2 separate regions of the Mus musculus genome follow, and region 1 is linked to region 2. A link is a contact called in public Hi-C data. All regions are on one chromosome and are shown on one strand. Each heading gives the region's core, a stretch centred on a gene start, on an enhancer-like site or on the middle of the called end of the contact. The rest is flanking DNA. Distances are from core to core; before and after follow the strand shown. Region 1 overlaps Tafa1 (TAFA chemokine like family member 1). Region 2 overlaps Suclg2 (succinate-Coenzyme A ligase, GDP-forming, beta subunit).

What was found. Hi-C and Micro-C count contacts between places; a contact is called where the count stands out from the background.
Region 1: a Hi-C map of the N1E-115 cell line shows a contact between it and region 2, with 5 times the contacts expected there. The contact joins two enhancer-like sites. A contact is called at or near these places in 2 of 484 Hi-C or Micro-C datasets (the N1E-115 cell line and cortical neurons).

The regions. Positions count from the first base shown.
Region 1 is chr6:96,250,288-96,254,669 of GRCm38.p6, reverse strand. The region is part of intron 2 of Tafa1 (TAFA chemokine like family member 1); the gene reads right to left. Among named protein-coding and RNA genes, the nearest start is that of Tafa1, 140 kb to the right of the region's middle. Within about 2 kb of position 2,484, at least 5 of the 459 cell types and tissues checked have an H3K27ac peak or open chromatin away from gene starts, as enhancers often do. A contact at or near this core is called in the N1E-115 cell line, where this site is marked.
Region 2 is chr6:95,649,855-95,654,069 of GRCm38.p6, reverse strand. All of the region lies in intron 2 of Suclg2 (succinate-Coenzyme A ligase, GDP-forming, beta subunit), which reads left to right. Among named protein-coding and RNA genes, the nearest start is that of Suclg2, 67 kb to the left of the region's middle. Within about 2 kb of position 2,414, at least 52 of the 459 cell types and tissues checked have an H3K27ac peak or open chromatin away from gene starts, as enhancers often do. A contact at or near this core is called in the N1E-115 cell line, where this site is marked.

The DNA of each region.
Region 1 (4,382 bases), core at 1,235-3,734, 600 kb before region 2:
AGTACAAGCTCTGTTTCTCAGATCATAAAGGGGCACGGCTTGTCCTGTGCAGCACATTATGACGGGAGCTCTACAAGGTGTGCAGGTAGGCACAGAGTCTGACCTAGGAGATTGCAATTGACAGTCATGGATTATCTTGAGCTCCGGCTCAGATCTTAAATAGGACATAAGTGATAGCCCCTCTCTACTTCCATTTCCTCATCTATAAAATAAGGATAACGTCAGTGCTGGGGAAATGAGGAGAGCATGTAATGTCTGGAACAAATGCTGATTCTACAGTACCATCCCTTTCTGCTAACACCGGCACAGGTCCAGGGATTGTCAAGACTTCTTAGGCTCCTCCATCATTATAGTCTTCACACGGATCAGTCACTAGTTCTGCAGCTAACCATGAGTTAGGACTGGGAATCTGTGCTCTATGGGTTCTCATCGTGAATTCCATTTAATGTAGATTATGTCTGAGGAGAACCAGTATGATTTCTTCAAGTCTGAGCTATATCTTAAAATGGGGGGAAGTATTACCTACCCCTCATGCTGTTGACCTGACAAACTGTAATAAGGCATGTAATTAATATAATCCATATATGTCAACTTTTATTTATTGTATGGCAGTTCACTATTAGAGGTTTTTTTTTTTCTTGATAATCCCTCTCTTATTTTTATTTTATGCTTTTTTGCTTCAGAATTTTGATAGCACAGAAAGTAGAGATTAAATGTTCCATGTGCATTCTGTAGATAATATAAGATGTGTGTGTATGTGTGTGTATGTGTGTGTGTATGCATGCATTTGCTCATGGCTGAGGCAAGGAGAATTATGTGGAAGTAAATAAATAAATTTTGGAGAGAGTGGAGCTAATCCTCCTTCCACATGCCTCAGGACAAGACAACCAAAACAGTGTTCAGGTAGCCAGAGAAGGAAAACCACACAAGGTCACTGGTACAGCCCAGAGCAGGAGGGGATGAGAAGAGACAACTACGAATCTCAAGGAAGCAGCACGTTTGGATACCATGGTATGAAGATCAATGGCTGCAAGCATTATTTATACAGAGACATGGTATTCTAACCAATTTCTTGAGATTGTACAATAATCTAAAAGCCAAAGGAAGTTCAGGAATGATTATAACAGAAGTTGGTTAAATGTTCACAGAACACATTTCTTCTTTGGGCAGGGGGGACTCGGGGAATCCCATTTAGCAGCACAGATTGCAGTAGGTTGGTCAATAAAGAATATTCATAACTGGTCCAAGTGCCATATATAAATAATATCAAGTGCTCAGCTATAAATGGGTTATCCTTTTCAACTTCTCCTCATCCAAGCCTGGGGTTCTTTACTGAAAAGGGGGCAGAAAGACTGTAAGAACCAGTAGTTCTGGACAAGTGTCAACTCACAGCAGCTGTAATTACCTGCACAAGACCTTCATAAAAGATCAAAACATTAAAAAACCCAGTATGGATGACATAGTGTCCCTGTGGCCGTACTCCTATCTGAGGGATCATTGGCGGTTGGTAATTGCTCAAGGGGAAAGCCACTCTCCTTTAAGGCTGTGTACACTGGTAATTTAGACATGCATGCCCCAGTGGATGGCCATATATTCATGTCCATATGGTTAGCACTAAATGAACTCAGGGTTGCTAATAACAATAAAAAAGAGACTTGAAGTTGGATAAAAGACAGGATTGGAGACACTATGAGAAACAGGAGACATGATCAATATATAGTGTATATGTTTATAACTCTTTCAATGAATAAAAGTATTTAAAATAATAGAAAGAAGTGAAAATGAATCATATGGCATGCATTAGATGAGCTAGCATTAGTCACTCTCAGTAGTCAAGTGATTGACACAGAATTTTCATATCTAAAAATGAAAAACTAGAAAACAGAGGCCAATAGATTTAAGGTAAGTAATGAACATAAAGTGAGTCACACATCTATGAATGAGTTTCTTGAAAAGAGGATTTTCCATGTAGCTGTCCGAGCAAAACTAATCTCAAAAGCACATGTTCTCACCCTGGGTTACCGTGGGGACTACTTCAGAGGAGCCATATGACAGGGCTCTCACTCAACATTGGAGTGTTGCCTCTTAGCCTTGAGAGAGCCATAGCATCATCAGATTGAATGTATCAAATCTTAACCGTTCTGTGGAGGTCTCTCTGGAAATACAAGTGATGCTAACACTCAGAGCCTGGAGGAATAAAATAAATAAAGCATAAACAAAGAAAATAAATCAGCCTTTGAGAGCTTGATTCTAAGGCTCTTCAAAGCCATAGAGGAGCTTTTCAACTCATACCCAGTGCGTCCGTAATCATCCACCTCCTCTGGCTTTCTCAACAAAACATCATTCTTTCCACTCCTTCATCTTTCCACTTCCCAGTTCCTAACCATGACCTTCCAGCTTCCCCCACTGCAGCACTTTCTAAATGGTCCTTGAAAGTGTCCAGTGACACGTCACAAACCACTTCATTCATTTCAGTAATTTGAAGCATCTGGGAAGTAAATACCAGATGAACACTAATTGGGTCTGATGTGAGTAGTTTGGTATTGATCTGTGTAGAGGCACAGCTGACACAGAACTAGACCACTTTAGATTGGTCACCATTTATACTATTTGCCTAGAAAATTTTGCTAAGCCTAAGCATCAATGGGGAAATAACTGCTGAACCATGAGCAAAGACAATGACTCTTTTTCTTATCTACTGATGGACCACAAGGGCATCCCTTGACTTGGCTACTTAAAATCCAGACTCCTTAATTATAGAGTTATGATCCAGCCCTCCTTTAGAAGCCAAGCTTACTTTCCCCTTCCTCTATATGGATAATGTGTAGTAGATTTCAATTTTCACTGCCTTTACCCTCCAGGCCCAAGACTTACACACAGAACTCCATCTCTGAAGTTCTATGTTGCCTGGTGAGGTGACAGAAATAGAATGAGCCACAAACCCTAGGATTTTTGAGGTAATCTTGTTGAAGTTTTGGCTCTTGAAAATGGGAAGTGTGATCTACAGAACATACACTTAGAGTTAGTGAGGACTTCCTCTTCGCCATTTTGGACGTTCCCGCTTAAAACTAAACTTAACATAAAAGAAAGGGCAAGTTAAACATGAAGCAGAGAGAAAGGCACCTGAGCTATCTGATGTTACATAATTAAATAAGTCACTTTTTATACTTCAGCCACTTTGAGTTGGTGTCTCCAAACACACCAAGTCTTAAGTCAGGAGGTTGATGGCACTAGAGGCAGATTTTCACAAAATGCTCTGCACATTGTACAACAGGTAGAGTACACAAAGAAGAGTTAATGGTGACAGGTGTGGAAGGTGTGAGTAGGATCTTTGTACACTTGGACACTGTGAGTGGCATCACAAGAGTGAGGGTGACCATCAGAGATAGCCATCCTGGGTTTAAATCACAAGAGTCCCATTTGGCAAGGGAACCTTCATGTCAGAAAGTTACTTAGCTTCTTCAGTTTCTGAATGCTGAGTATACACAATGAAGAAAGTCAAACCAATAGCACTGAGTGATACTGAGGACATGTTGAAGAGGATGCTGGACATAAGTTTATATCTCCCCAAAGTATAATGGGTATTGTTATTGTTGTTTGTAAGATATGGATATAGTTTGGTAGAAAAGTACCTAAGTCACTCAATGCTTGGTGGGAAAACCATAAAGAACTCAATTCACCCATTTTCATTTGGTGGAAAAAAACAGAAGAAAATAGAAAGTTAAAAATAAAGGCATCCAGCTAATCTAGTCTTGTAAGATCATATTTCCAAGATACAATCTCTGTTGACTTTTCCCTTGAACATAAGAATCTGCCACCACCTCCATGTCTATGGTGGGAGGACATTTCAAGATTCATCTTGTAATGATTTGACTTGTTGATATAACAGTTGCAAAAAAAAAATCAATTTTATAATTTTTTTTTCCTTTTCCTTATTGCCCTGGGCTGTGAGTGATAAACGAGTGATTTACAGCAATGTCTAAAAAGGCAACTTGAATATGTGCTTACAGGCTAATCACCAGGATTCCTCTTTAGATGAACCCTACTTTTCACCAACTTCCTCCCTCTGAGTGTGGTAATTAAACAGGGGAGCATACGAAACAGGGAAATTGCAAACCGAAAGCTAGGTTCATTTGGTGTTGTATCTTGGGTAACTGCAGGTGTGTGTTAATGAGTTACATGACTGGTTAAATGAAATTAAAGGCAGCTGTGTATGTTTACAAAACTGCAGCTGACAATTACAGGTATCTGTGGCAGCCATAATTCATCCGTAATTGACAATTTTCCTATTACTGTATAAAGAAGCAAGTCATGTGGATGATCACAGCATTTGCCTCTTAGCACCAGAGACCTTCCTTGGTGCCAGACCCTATGCAGCGTCT
Region 2 (4,215 bases), core at 1,165-3,664:
GCTAGTCTTGGAGAAGCACCCTACTGTGCTCTGTAACCCAGTAAAGGATGATTCCCTAGACTTATCCAAAAGGGACAAGTTTTGTTTTAGGGGTTTGAAAATGAGAACAAAAAAGTAAAGTGAAGTTGGTCTTAGCTTTTCCTTGGCCCATTTTTCAAGGCCGAGGCAGAGTCCTGGTGTTGAGGCAGCAGCTCATTCAGTGAGCAAGCAGACAAGCAAGCAGGCAGGTTCACACTCAGAGAGCAGCTCATTCAGTGAGCAAGCAGACAAGCAAGCGGGCAGGTTCACACTCAGAGAGTAGTTGCTCTAGACTGAGGGAGCATCTAGTTTCTGATGTTGGATTCTGTTGATCCGAGAGGAAATTGATGACATTTAAAAGGAGATGCTGAAATTGTAGGTTTAAAATGGAACAAACTGATAGTGAGTGTGAAAGGAGGTGTCTGTGTCATTGTCACTGGGATTGTCTACAGACAGCCAAGGAAAAGAATCTGGCCGAACTCCACAGTGCTCCTGTTCTCACCACTGCAGAGTGACAGGAGCCACAAGAACACTCTTACCAAATATGTTTGAGGGTAAGATTAAAGCTGTGAAGATGTATGTCTTCCTGATGGTGCTGAGATTTTATATATGAATGAGAGAGAGAGAGAGGCTGGGCTATAAAACCTTAAGAGGTCTACTTTGCCTTCTCAGGTTTTGACTCCTCAAGATTTACAACTTTTCAAAATGGCCCCACCAGTTGTGGTCTTCATGAACCTATGGGTACTACTTTATATTTTAGCTACAATGGACATTTTGAAGTAAAATGATATATTATTAAAGTTTTTGAAAATGTGCCTTGATATTAGGTATACCTATGTTCCAGTGTAGTCCCTGCATCCCCCTTCCTACATCTCTTTCTTTCATGGTATCTGAACCCATATACCCGGTCGTCTGGATCTGCCATGTTTGTAACTCTCTTGGACCAAACAGAATGCTACCTCTCAGCTCCCAAACGTTCTCATTGCTCCACATCTTCTGTGGTCCTCTTTTGTATTTAGTCAGTTACCAAATCTTGTCAATAATTAGCTTAGCATTTTTACTTTATTGACAGAGAAGCAGGCAATGTAAGGTTAAAACACTTGTCAACATTGTGAAGTTAATAATCAACATAGACGGGATTTGCCCCCAGCTCTGTTAGATTAGATACTGCCCCTCATGCCTTTTCCTCATGGCTGACTCTTGGTGATGCTCTAGGGAGATGGTTTGTGTGCGTCAGCATGTTTAAGATGGAAAATGCGTATTAATAAAATTAGAAGGTTGTATTAAAACTTGATATAGAAGGATCTTAGATGCAGTTTATAAGACCTGTAATTTGTGGATATTAATGATTCATTTTGTTGTTTCTCTTTGGGCAACAGAACATTTTGCTGTCTGGTTGTAGAAGCTTGTTAAACTTGAACATTTGTTAAAGTGGTCAATGCTAAACTATTGTTTCTGGAATACAATTTATAGTTATAAGATTTTGAACAAGATCCTCATTGCCTTGCATTGAAAACAGGTTTATGCCTAACTGAAGAGAATAAGTTTGGCTTGGTAAATTAAGCTTTTACCATATGAGCAGTTCACTTATGCAGAAGTTTACAAGAGCATCTGAGTATGCTCTAAAGAAGGACCGATTGGGCTGGAGAGATGGCCCAGCGGCTACAGCTGCATCCACGCCTCATCCACCTGACTTTGATTCCTGGGACCAATGCTAGAAGTAGAGAACTGATTGCGTGCGTGCACACACACACACACACACACACACACACACACACACAATAAATATCTCTAGGAGCCTTAATAAGGCATATCAATGCGTGCTTTCTTTTCATTTGGACTATGGAATTCAGAGGTGGTGAGAGCAAACCCACTGTGCACAGGACTGGTGTGTACACTGCCCTTTAGTTCTCTAAGCTGCACGGAGGATGTTGGTATAACTCAGAAGTGCTGTGATATAAACACAGATAAAACATGGGGCACTGCCACTCAATCTTCAGAATCTCTACAATTTGTTCCTTATTGTCTTCACATTGACTGAGGCTCTTGGCATTTCATTAAGCAGGAAAAAGTATATATGAAAACCTCCAGTTTTTTTTTTTTTTTTTTTTTTTTTTAAACTCAGGAAGGAGAATTAAATGGAGAAATTAATCTTCTCTGAGCTAGCGACATCCATCTGAGATGCAGATGGGAGCTCTCACTGGTATCGGCTAGCTTGGGCTGCTTTCAGCTAGAGCATGTTTCCATTCATCAATATAAGAACTTAACTCTGTTTTATATAATTACATCCTGAAGCCTGGCAAATTACTCGCCATTAAGGAATTGTACTTCCTGTCTTAAGGGAGCTGCTCCCCACTGACACTGAGTGGCAGCTGCTGTTGATCCTGAGACAGTTAAACACAGCAGCCTCCGGAACTATTGAGGCTTTGCCATGCGCGGTTGAGGTCTTCCTTTGTACTGAGCGGATCTTTGTCTTACAGTGACAGTCAAGGCTAGCTTTGATCTCTGTGAAGTAAATACTCATTTTAGCAGCCTCTCATGAGTCTCAGGATCAGCAATGCAATGATATAATTTGAGTCCCCTGGGTGTGTGTTCCCCTGAAGTTCAAGAAGGTCTGCTTTCCAGAGCTAGCAGTGCTGGTGCCAGAATGAAAGTTCTTGGGCTGAGTCTAATGTCTTTCTGCCTGCCAGTGGCCTCTTTGGTGCTTTTACCATTTCTGAACCTGATTCTCTGGCCTTGATGAGTACGTGAGCTTCCTAATACTGTTTTTTTTTGTTTGTTAGTGGTGTTGTTTTGTTTTTGTCTTTTTTATTTTGTTGCGAGTGCCTCTGTGTGTATATGTGTGTGTGTGTGTGTGTGTGTGTGTGTGTACGTGTACATGTGATTATTTCATGTGGAGCACCTTTTCTTTTGACGCCCTTCCCTCCTTTCCTCTACCCCTTTGTGTAGCTTAGTCTTGCACTTGGGCTCTGACTACTGCTAGGCCAGCCTTGTAATGAAGGATCTACATCCACATCCCACAGAGTTACCTTCTGGTTGGTGCTAGTAAGCCTGGCTTGTCCAGATGAAAAGCACTCAACATAGGTCCTGGACATGGAGGTTCACCATAGCAGTGTTGTGCTGCAGGAAGTTACCACCTATGCAAGCTATGCACGGGTTCCTAAGAGTATCTGAGTTGACATTAATAGTTGGCCTAACTGTATTCCTGGAAATAATTCCATTCATCAGCCTTTAATGACATTTCCCATTATATGTATTTTAGCAGAGAAATCGCTCTCTTCTAAAATGTTCTTTCTCTTTTTTCTGGTTCTTCAAATATGAATGGGCTTCTCCTTGGAAGACCTCAGGGCAGGGTTATCCTTTCAGTAACTGTCTTGTGTCCCTGAACAGAAGCAACAGGAGAGCTGTGGAGTCAGGGCCTCCAGGGCCTCAGGCAGGCTCTGGGAGGCAGGCCGAGGGGACTGACTGTACTTGGAGCTTCGGTTCAGTCTCCTTAGAAACGGTGTGAACATGCTTTGGAAACCTGAGCTGGCGTTCGGCAGTGTGAGAATACAACACTTTGGAAGCCACAAAGATTCAACCTTCTGGCCCAGACCACATGCCTGGCATCCTGTCAAATGTGCGACTCCATTGTTTCATGCAGTCTTCACTTAAACCAAAGGAAACGAATCAGATTTCTGTGTGTCCTTCCGTGTGTCTCTATTATGTGCCTTTCGTGGAGTCAGGTATCAACTTGTTTTTAAAACCTGCTCATTGCCAGTGAACAGGAGAGTTGTGTTCCACACAGCCTCATCTCCCAGGGCCTCATCTTCCAGAACTTTGCTATACATTATTTACTCTGCTCTGTCTTAGTTCATTTGTGGGCTGTACTCGTGAGTGTTCGCTGAGTGTCTTAGACAGTTGAAATTGCAGAAAACGTGCTTGGAGGAAATGGCCCAGGGCTCGTGTTGTAGGACCTCTCTGTGGATGTTAGGACTTTTAAAAAGAAACTTTAAACACATAAACCTCTAGTAATTTTCAAGATGTTTAAATACATACAGCTCTAATAATTTTCACGATGTTTTAATCTTGGAAAACCCAGAAAAGTAAAAAGCAACATCAAAACTAAAAATTTTTTTTAAAAAGAAAACTAAAAATCTTCTTTTATTCCATTATCCAAGGGGAACCTGTATTAACATTAATATTTCCTTTCATATT